2 separate regions of the Gossypium hirsutum genome follow, and region 2 is linked to region 1. Evidence: chromatin contacts called from public Hi-C data. All regions are on one chromosome and are shown on one strand. The core of a region is the stretch at or near the end of the contact, and the rest is flanking DNA. Distances in the headings are between cores, read along the strand shown.

Evidence for each region. A called contact is a pair of places that touch in the nucleus more often than the background predicts.
Region 2: a Hi-C map of leaf shows a contact between it and region 1, with 2.5 times the contacts expected there. The contact joins the promoter of LOC107952855 here to the promoter of LOC107955252 in region 1. A contact is called at or near these places in 3 of 34 Hi-C or Micro-C datasets (leaf and petal).

Annotation. Positions count from the first base shown.
Region 1 is chrA07:46,095,111-46,100,926 of Gossypium_hirsutum_v2.1, reverse strand. It overlaps LOC107955252 (E3 ubiquitin-protein ligase RNF4), which reads right to left and starts at 3,877. Exons shown (of 6, transcript XR_001699871.2): 1 at 3,652-3,877; 2 at 2,655-2,939; 3 at 2,482-2,536; 4 at 1,437-1,552; 5 at 918-1,231; 6 at 473-745.
Region 2 is chrA07:46,609,110-46,614,986 of Gossypium_hirsutum_v2.1, reverse strand. LOC107952855 (ethylene-responsive transcription factor-like protein At4g13040) reads left to right here and starts at 4,174. Exons shown (of 8, transcript XM_016888060.2): 1 at 4,174-4,674; 2 at 5,615-5,719. The coding sequence starts at 5,677. LOC107952857 (a long non-coding RNA gene) reads right to left here and starts at 3,478. Exons shown (of 2, transcript XR_001698953.2): 1 at 3,250-3,478; 2 at 907-2,434.

The sequences.
Region 1 (5,816 bases), core at 2,628-5,127:
CAGCCACCACCGGTTTAAATGTAGTCATGTTAATAAAGATCGTACCACCTAGTTGAGTAGTGGCTATGTTTGTGCTTTTTGTTGTACTTGAATTAATAGGAAGTTCACAAGCTTCTAGTGATCTTTTCCTTGAGATCATCCGTAAACAAACAATTAAAAAAAAGTTCTGCGTATACAATAGATTTCAAACAAACAGCCCCACCACCAACTCATGTTTAAAAGGAAAACAAAAGGCTAACAAAGGTAATTCAGCCTGACTTATGCTTGTGGCTGATGAATTGCTAGTTTTTGAAGGCACAATGGGGTCATATAAGTTCAACATAGGGAACTTAGGCTACCACCTTTCAAACCAACCAAACTTGCCTAACGCAATTCACCTTAACCAGCAGAACAGGCAGACAACCGAGACCAATCGGTTCACAAACCTTAGCAGAACGTGCAATATAAGGGGAGTCCACAACCACAAGCAACCTAAAGTCAATTTCTTTTACTGTACATAAATAAGTTGTTTGTCAAGTTTAGATTTAATTCAAATAATAATGAAGCTGAGGTTATCAACTGGCAGATTCACATGCATCTAAGAAAGCAATGAAAAGCATGCTCAGATAACTTGTCAAAAAGATTGTTTGCAGAAATATAGTTTAAAGCTTGGGCATCTTGGAGATTCCAAAAATCCAAAAATTAGCTCCGCTGATACACAGAATTCATTGCTTCTTTCCCTTTTCAATTCCAGTTTGAATTATCCCTGAAATAGAATAGCAACCATCATCAGAAGTTAATTTGAATGAATGAATAATATCATTCAGAAAGCTGGCTACATAATTGAAAGAACATCTTGAAGCCCAGTATCAAGACAGAAACAGAATGCTTTAGAAAAATGGCAGCGTAACAGTACATATATAATTCCCTTTCACAACCTTTGATTCATTTTCCTTCCAAAAAGACATCACACACACACACGCACACAGAACAGCAAGTTTACATCACTAATTGGGCATGAAGCTCATTTTCAGCTGGCTGATGGAAGGAAGACCCTAATTAGTTCCTTTACAGTCACTCTTTTCCTGCAAGTTGGGCATTTTCCCTGGGCTGCTATTGCAGCGTTGATGCATGCCTTGCAGGAAATGTGCCCACATCTTGTTGACATCTCCTCATTTAATGAACCCATACAAATCGGACAATTGAAGGTTGGCTCCTTGGGAAGTGGCTGGGGCTTTGTAATTTCCTTGACCTGCCAATCAATTAGTTAGTGACTTTTATTCATAACTTCAACAAAAAGCCAGAGGTGCCACTGCATGAGAGCATTTGAATGGACAAAAAGTTGGGAGATGTCCAGTCAAAATGTCTTAGATCTGATGACCAGAAACATATGTGCACCCTATCCTTGAAAGTATCTGCCTTGAATCTTTTGTAAGCACTAAGAAATAAGTTCTTACCATAGACTGCGGTGAACTCTCCAAATTGATATACCGATCACAATTGATAACTACTGGGGACGGAGGAAGTCTCCGGCACCTGTTCAGGTTATTATTAGTTGACCGAGCAAGCCGCCCTGGAAGGAGAGAGATGTGAGCTGCAACAACTTCAAATACCTAGTAATCTAGGGTCCAACACTTCAACTACAAAAGAATAAATAAAGTAAATAAAGAACCACCATTCTCTAAGTTGATTGACCTATCCAGTGACAAGAAACATAAAACTGGAGTAGATCAGTTCGCTGCGAAATAACATTTACCTCACTTGAGGAAAAGGTTTGTTTTATTCTAGTGCTTGAGCCATCAGTAAACAGTACAACCCACTTCACAGGCCCCGATTAAGGGCAAACAGCTCAGAGACACGTGTATATTCTATAATCCCCTTAACAAACTAATATAGACTATAAAGTTATCAAAAATTAGTAGAATATAGTTCTAAATCTAAAGCAATCACACCAAAAATATGTTCTGAGAACTCGAGGACATACGAAACAAAGTTTTAATACAATTCTCAGAAGTATATAAAGAAAAAATTGATCAGTTTCTTCTATTGAGTTATGAGGCACATGATGTCAACTAGATTTCCACTTGGATTAAAGACATGTTTGGTTAATAGATTGTGATTGCTTTGCTTGTAATTGTCATTTCTGAATAGAATACATCCAGGTTCCTTCCGTATTCCCATTAATCTTTTATTATTATTATTATTATTATTTGGTATTTTATCACCCAAAAAAAACACACGAAAATCCCTTATGATCAACAAGTTAAAGGGTAGTCTTCAGTTTCCCTAAGGACCCTCTAACTCATAAAAATAATTAATCACCTAAATCATGTCAGAAATCAAATCATTATGGGCGTCAATAATATAACTAAAAAGGAATCTTTTGATGTCGAGCAGATATATAGAACAAGGTTCTTTTATGCAACATGCTTACGGCAATGCAGGTAGCAGATGATGAAAAAGAAAATATTAGACACACCCTTCCCTAATAAATTTAGCTACCTGAATCTACGTCAACAACAGTCCTTCCACGGCTTCTCCTAGAATTGTTTTTAGCCTGACATAAAACCCCAAGAAAATTAATAACAGTCGACATAATGCAAATGAATCCATAAAGACAAGTTTAATGTACAGTTAATGTGAAAACAAAATACTATTGAACAAGAACTGCATACCGCTGCGAATGCTATAGCAGAAGATTCAATTACATCATCATCAATAGCTTCAACATCAATAGTTGCAGGTGGTGGAGGCTGTACGGGTTGAGCAGTCAGTTGCTCAGATCCAGCCTGCTGCGAAGTACCCTCCTGTTCCCTGATTTCAGTGGGAGGAACATTGAGATCCAGGAGTGCCTTCCTTCGTCGATACCCTCTAAGAGAAGGCCCCCTCACTTCTATTGTGCTCATGTTCGGCTTAATATTTTTCCTAAGTGCTATTCAAATATGCAGCCTCAACAATACCTAAAAACAATCACCTTGAACTTCCACATCAAGTTTTCACTAAAACCAATAAATTCTTTCACCCGATTGAAGCACGAGAAAAGTAACACTTGAAAAGTATAAGAAACTCACAAATACTTGGTTCAATCTCGACAGTAACAAAAAAAAAACTCATGATTTAGAACTCAAAAAGATCCAGAAAATGAGCAGACAGACACTTAATTCTTCTAAATTCTTAATTTGAAAAAAATGAAAGAGTAATATGCAAATAGTAATTTGAATAATATTTTAGCAAAAAAGATATCTTTTTTTTTCTTTCTCAAGCTTGCTTCCTTAATGATCCAAACAGCACCATATGAGTGAACAACTGATTTCCATATTTCCAGCTTGATATTGTTGATTAAATTAATTTATTTTAAAGAAGTACGGGATAATGAACAACCACTCGACATAAAATCATTTTTTTTAAATTAGTCAACATTCGAACTAGAACCGATCGGCAGATAAAAACCCGCAACCAATCAATTATAACAAACTGATAATCAAATATAAAATGAACTTTAAAAAATTTAATCAAATTTAATTTAAGAACAATCAAGATTAGAAAAGAAATAATAAAAATATCTCAAATCTCAGCAATTGAACATCAACCAGATCACCGCATTGATTAAAACGAATTGAAAAAAAAATAAAAGAAATTAACAAGAGAAAGTATGAGAGATTAAAAAAATACCTTGAAATCATGGAAAAATGGAATCAATTTTCGAATTATTCCCAAAAGAAAAAAAAAAGAAGAAGAATTGGAAGGAAAAAGAAAATTAAGAATTGGAAGGAAGGAAGGGAGGGAGATGAGGGAAGGTGGAAAACCTTACGAAAATCTTGTGAATTTAGGGTTTTTAAACAGGCAAAAGATTTTAGTGCGAGGGAATGGAAAGGAACTGCTAGTCACAAACCAGGAAATCTTGGTTTCCACGTGGCTTGATCTCTCTGATTCTAATACCTGTCACGTGGTGACTCACATATGCACCACGTGGCTATTTTAAAAATCTTTGTTCATTTTTAAAAGTTAGATTCATCCTAGATTCTCATTCTTAGCAAGTGGCTTAATGTTTATGTGAAACTATGGAATAAAAATTTTAAAAATTTTATATTTTTTATACATTTGTAATTTAATTCTTATTTTAATTTTTAGGAATTTAATTTTTATATTTTTTGAATTTAAAAATTTAATTTAGTTATTATCATTATTAATTTTTTTATTAAATTTATTAGAGTAAAATTTTAAAATTTAAAATATATATTTACTTGATAATTATGTAATAATAATTATAATGTTGAAAATACTAATTAAAATTTTTTTTCCTTAAAATTACTCATTTGAACTTATCATGATAAAATATTTTTTGTTGTTGTTGTTGTGTTCATAAGAAAAATTGACATCAACATTTGATTGACATAATTAACATTATTAATTGTTTAGCCTAACTAATGATATTATAAAATAGAGGAATCAAATTGTATAAAAAATTAAAGCATGTATATATTAAATCTCACATTTCAGTATAATATAGAGACTATTATCTTATAATGGAAAAAAGAAAACAAAGACAAACTCAAAAGAAATGTGAAGCCACTCTATCAATCTCTAAGAGTTTTAAGACATTAAAATTATATATAACAACGTAATATTTTAATAAAAAAATTAACAATATTAATTATTTGAATTAATTAATAAAAAAATTTGAGAATAAGATGATGTGCCCCGTATGTGTTAATAGAAGGAAGATCATTTAGACCTTTTTATATCTATACTATTTGTAAACAATTATCAAAAATTCTCTTATTTGCAAAGTAAGATATATGATTTTGTAAGTGTTTTTTGTTTTTTATATTTTTATAAATAAAAATAAAAATTTAGGCTAAATAGGTCAAATGTGCCAAAAAAAAGTAAATTGATTAAATAGATAGATTTTTTGAAAATTTAGGGAAATAAATCGTTTTTAGAGAAAGTGTAAAAGCGCCCCGCACTGGATGCGTTTTCCTTTAAGTTAAATTACTTTTTTTATATAATTAGCTTCTAGCTAAATAGTTAAATGTTAGTGGTTTTGTTTTTGAGTTTCGAGTTAGATTCTTTTTTCCATTCACATTTGTATTTTTTTATTATCTTATTTTATTCTTACTTTTCTTATTATTCTATTGTTCTTGTCTTTTAATTTGAATTTTTTAATTTAATAAAGAAATAGTCTATTACAAATTGTTGAAAGATTCAATTCGTTAGAATCTAATCCAAGAATAGGAATTATTAGTAAAAATAGAATTTTCGAGAGATATAGAAAGATGCAAAACTCTATATTTCTATTCTATTTTTTCTCTATTTAAATTATATATACATATGCAATGGAGGAAGATAAATTTCATTTTATTTGTCTCTCCAAATTCGAATTTCATTTCACAGAAGAAAAAAATTCACTTTTTATCTTGTTGATAGAGGTTTATTCAATAGTAATATCAGATAAAAATAATTTTTCACATAATTTGTTTTTCGACAATTCCTTTTTTTGTCACAAAGTCAAAGCCCATTACACAGGTTTTGACTTTGATTCTGATAAACTAACTAACTACCTTTTCTCTACAAATAAAAAAATTTTCACTTAAGAGTCTAGCTCACTCAGAATACCTTTTAAAGGATTACATGGTACGATTGAATCGAATAAACCCTTATGGAATAAATATTCAGCCGACTGTGAACCTTCCAATATTGTTTTATTCAATGTTTGCTCAATTACTTTTTTACCCACAAATGCAGTATAGGCATTGGATTCAACAATAATGATATCCTCCAACATACCAAAACTCGCGGTCACTCCATCGGTAGTGGGAGATGTAAGAATTGATACA
Region 2 (5,877 bases), core at 2,925-5,424, 510 kb before region 1:
TCACACTTTTATGACAAATTTTATAACTTTTACAAATACGCCCTTTTATGCATTTTCATCGAAAATCACTTAGTAAAAGTCGTTTCTCTAACATCAAACTTACATATTCCTCCATTAAACATAAAAATACACACATGTCACACATGGGTAAATTTTTAAACGTGAACCCTAACTCAAAATAAGGCTAGAAATAAGTAGACCATGCTTCAAAGATCTCAAAAATGTGAAAATCATTAAAAACAGAGCAAGAACGGACTTACTATCGAGCTTGGAAAGCTTGAAAAAATCCTTAGCCATGGATTTCATGCAAATTTCGGCCAAAGGTTGAAGATGAGCATAAATTTCGCTTTTATTTTCCCTTTTTTTTATTATTTTAATTACCAAATGACCAAAATGCCCCTAACTTAAAAATATTCTATTTCACCCATTTCATGTCCATTTTTGTCCAAAAAATTAACCAATGGTCTAATTACCATATAAGGACCTCCAATTTAAAATTTAATAACAATTGGACACCTCTAGCATGTAGAACTCAACTTTTGCACTTTTCACGATTTAGTCCTTTTGACTAAATTGAGTGCCAAACGTCAAAATTGTCAAACGAAATTTTCACGAAATCATTTCATGAAATCGTAGACCATAAAAATATAATAAAAATAAATTTTATTACGTTGTATTTGTGGTCTTGAAATTATTATTCCGACTAGACCCTAAATCGGAATGTTACAAGTATCCCTATGAAGATACAATGCAACAACTTCAGATACATAGGCTTTGAGCTCAAACCATAAATATAACCTCAATTTTTCATATTTCTATCATAATCAAACTCATACCTTATACCCAAATCATATACATTACTTTGCCAACATCTAACAACATATCATCACATTTTCACTCACAATGTTACCCAATGAAAATTCGTAAAAGAACTTCATACACAAATGAAAGTAATAGTGTTTGGTTACTCGTTTGGGTTAAACCTACACGAATCGAATAATAGTGCCTGGTTACCCGTTTGGATTAAACTTACACGAATCAGATAATAGTGTCTGGTCAACTGTTAAGGTTGAACCTACAGAATCAAATAATAGTGCCTAGTCACCCGTTAGGATTGAACCCACATGAATCGAATAATAGTGCTTGGTCACCCGTTAGAGTTGAACATATATGAATCGAATAATAATGCCTGGTCACCCGTCAGGGTTGAACCTACACAACATGTAGCTTGGCCAAGGCTTAATAAACTTGTATTCTCGAGTCTGCAACACATGCTAGAGCTCAGAACCTGCAGGCAATAACATGTAACCTTGTATACGAGACTTTTACTCATTTCATCAGGGTTTAATCTCACATTATACCATTTTATAACAATTCATTTCAATCTAATTCAGTTCTCAATTTATGTACTAATTCATAGCCAATTCAAGATATCAAAAAAACATTAATAAACATACAAATAAAACTTAACAACAATTTAAATATATTTATAATGTATGAACTTACCAGAGGCTAACAACAAAAGCAAAAGTGTCAGGGACTAGTCTATAATTTCCTTATTTCTCAATTATCAATCGTCTTGTTCAAATCTTGATATATAATATAAATTTATTTCCATTTAATCAATCAAATATTATATAACAACCTATTACAAATATATATAAGCTTAATTTAATCTTTCAATTATTTCCTCAAGTTTTACATTTTATTCAATTTAGTCCTTAAAATCAAACTTATCATAAATTCCAAATTTGGACTCCAAATTTTAAACCAACTTCAAATATATCCAATTACAGCCTCAAATTATAAAAAATTACATGTCAATTTCAAAATATTAACAATTTAGTCCTTATGTTCAAAACTAACAAAAATTACATTATAAAATAATCCTATTTTCCATCAAAGCTTCAAACTCTACCATAAACATTCAAAAGCTTTAATTAATATAAACTCAAGATGCAAAGCCCTTATGTCTCACCGTAAAGCATCCATCTCACTTTGCCACTATTTTGTATGCACGTTAGTACCTTCTTCCCGCATGGCTGCATTATCATGAAAATCGGAGTTGTCGGATTGAACCTTTCTTCTGAGCTCTTCATAATTTTAAGAGCTCCTGATGAAATGTTTTTTGTTGCTCAAACCTCACGTTCTGTATGGCCATTTGTTCCTTCATCAATTTCATTTGCTCTTGAAGAGCAAAAACTACTACAACGATGCTTCTTGATTAGAAAAGAACGACAACTCTTAGCTAGAAGGAAATTTTAGGTCAAAAGAGTTTGAGGCCCCTACGTGGGCCACGTTACCCAAATTTTTCGGTTGTTCAACAAACTAGCTGGCAAACAAATTAGCCTTAGTGGGTTGGCCACCTGTACCTGAAGCTCCAGCTTGTCTTGATGAAAAGTTGATGGGGAAATTTTCATCTAGGCGAGCCATTCTGATTTTTACAAATTAAAAGAAAATCTATCGATCAGAAGTCTGTCCACGCTCACTACACCAAATTATTGAGTGTTCTGATGTGCCCTCTCGATGAGGGGAATCGAGTATTTATAAGACACAATTTCTATTCATTGAAATGACGTCCTAGGTAGGCTCCATGCATGCCAACATGTATACTATTCTAGACTTAACACTTGTTCCTCGAACTACCCACTTGATTTCGCATCCTCTGCTTGCGAACACCTAGGAACATGTGAGCACTCTCCCCGCGAGCCCCTAATGTCTCTACCTTGTGGGGCTCAAGTTCTTTTGCATCTACTCAGGTTGTGGGTTGATGGTTCGAGGTTATATTCAAGTTTTGGGTTGAAAACAGAAAATACCATAACAAGTGTGCATTCAGTCTATTTGGTTATTTCATGGCAATAATTGAATAAATCAAAATTTTTGTTGTAACCAAATTAACCAAACTGAAGTTATGTGCAAAACCGAAATAATCGAATCAGTCGATTCGGTACGGTTTATTTTTTTTAATTAACATAGTTTCTTTTCCCACTTGTACTTGCAGATTCGAGCTATGGGGTTCACTAGAATAAGTAATTCACGTTGAAGTTAAGGGAAACAAAGTGGAAACGATGGTAGAAAAAAAGAGAGCACTAAGCATAAAAGTCAATGAGCTAAGACGCAACTAAGCTAAAACCGACAAAAACATTCTCTCTCTTTGTCGACAACCATAAAAATTTGCAGCAGAGAAAGTATTTAGAGAAATAAAAGAAATAATACATAAAAAAAGAAAATAAAGTTAAACTATCCTACCGTGCAATGAGATGAATGAATCTGCCAACGATGATGGTGACTGGTGCACGTGTGTGAGACGTTAAGCTCGAGCGTCGACCGTCGAGCAGAGGAGAGTTGAAAAGGGACGTCGACCGTCGGTCTGCTGACTGGAAGAGGGCTGGTGGTGGCGATTTTTTTTTTTTCAGATATGGGACAAGAGGAAGAGGAGAAATGAAAAGAAATGAAAATGCCGAACCTCGTTTTGTTTAGTTTTAGATATTTATTTTTTAAAAATAAATTAATTATGTAAATAATATAATTAAAATTAAAATTAAAATTAAATCGGGTTTGGGTTTTTAGTTTATATTTATTTTTTGGGCTAGATTTATATTTGGGTTGAGTTGGGATTGATTTTTTATTTTTGGGTTGTGCTCGGTTGTTTGGGTATAAATATAATTATAAATTTATGTTTTAATGTTTTAAAAAATTGGTTTATTTGATTATCTTGGTTTAGATTTTTAAAACCGAAATTGAATTGAATTAACCATGTAATTAATTAATTAAAAACTGATTAAATAAAAAAATAATTAATTTAATTTAATTATTTTGGTTATTTCAATTAAACAGAAATAATTTTCACCTCAAATTAAATTAAAGTAGAACATTAAATTTACTACTTACACACATATTTAATAATAGAATTTAATCAATTATATTAAAATTCATTTAATAATAACTATTAAAATTCTAATCTATATCAAATTTCTTATACTAATAAACATATACTTTATAATAATAAAAGAAAGGAAAAAAAAATCTATTTTTTAAAAAAAATATATAATTCTAAAGTAAAAAGGAAAAAAACCGAAGAGATTAAATTAGAGGGGGTTAATATTGGAACCATAGCAGACTAATGACTAAAACTCTTCAAAAGTAACACCCAATACAGAGGATACGTAGGCCTCCACATATTCAAACCCCCTCCTCTCTCTCTCTCTCTCTCTCCCCAAGACTTGGCCTTGCTTTGATTTGTTTTGTTTTATTGTTGTTGATTGATTTTCAGCATTCAACAGCAGGCAGCTTCACCACCCTTTCATAGAAAACAAAATGAGCTTTCACCTCACAAACTAAAATAAATAAATAAAATTAAAAAAAAAAAGAAACAAACAAAAGGTGGTAGTGGTAGATGCATGAGCCACCACCACACCAACACAAACTTGTTGAAAACTCTCATCTTTCTTATTTCTCCCTTCCGTTCTTTCCTCACTCTTTCTCTTATTTCACCACCATCTCCTTTCCTTGATCCTTCTCATAACACCTAAGGATCCTGAGTTTTTTTTTTAACCTTTCTTTTTGTTCTTTTATCAGATTTTAGGTTCAACCTTAATAAAATTGTCTTTCTCTCTCTGTTTTCCTCGGTTTCTGCGCTGTCCCGACTACCACCTTTTCTTTCTCCTTTCTCAGGTACCAAATAAATGACTTTTTGTTCTGGGGTTTGTTTATCTTCTTCCTTGTAATGGGTGGGTTTTCTGCGTTTCCTGGCTATGGGGTTGTCGCCATTTTTGGCTTGATGACCGTAAAGGCTTTAGCTTTTTGGCTTTTTCCGTTTTCCTCTTTGAATTTTTGTGTTTTGGATTTTGGGTTTTGTGTTTTGTCTTGTATTTTTCACTGCCTATGCTTCCATGAAAGGTGTTAGGTTGGTGGGGTTGACTTGTTTTTCCACGGAGTGATAATTGGGTTTTCTATCAGCCAGACTTACTGGACAGCTTTGTTAGTTTCACATGATGAAAGTTTTGGCTTTTACTTTATGCAAATTATGATGAATTCATCGCTTTTCTTCACCTAAAAAAAAAATAATTATGGCTGACTTTATGTCACATTGCCCCCTTATCCGGAGCTTAGCTAGCTTTTAGAAGCGAAAACCACGTTTCATGGTATTTTCATTGGTTTGTTCATATTAATTTTCAATTCCATCTATGATTGATTTCTGTTTAACTAGCATCAAATCTGTTGTCTGTTTTCAGAAATCTAATCCGTGCAAGCTATTTAGCCCTTGAATCCCTTATTATCTTGTAGCATTATTGAAATCAAACGTACTTGGTGATGAGAAACCAGCTGTTTCTATTTCAGCCAACCAAATTCCGTACCAAGTACTTTTGGTTGACTGTAATAAATGATAGCAAAAGTTTATTAACATCTGGGAAATTTCTTTGTTCTTTGTCTAAGTTTAATTGATTAGGTGCATCAGATTACTTGCATTGACTCAGTTTTGATGGCTTTTGTATTTTTTTTTACACATTTTTCTTCTTTTGCTATATGATCACCACGGATCATATCAGTTTACTGTTCGTCATTTTGTGATTGTTTAATCTACCTATAACTCGTCCATCTTTGGTAATCTTAGGAGCATAGATAAAGGGATAAATGCAAAGCTAAACCATTGGTCACTGATTGAAGCATTGCCAAATGGTGAGCTTACGCAGACGCAAGCTCCTGGGACTCTGCTCTGGTAAACTTTAGTTGACATGTAGTTTTTATATTGCATAATTAGCTGCTTCTATTGGTATCTATGAAGAGGAACATTTACTAAATTACTATGTATGTGAAGTGTGCCCTTCCCTTCATTTCTTTGCCCTTGTGTTACTTAAAGTGAGCCTGTCTAAGTAA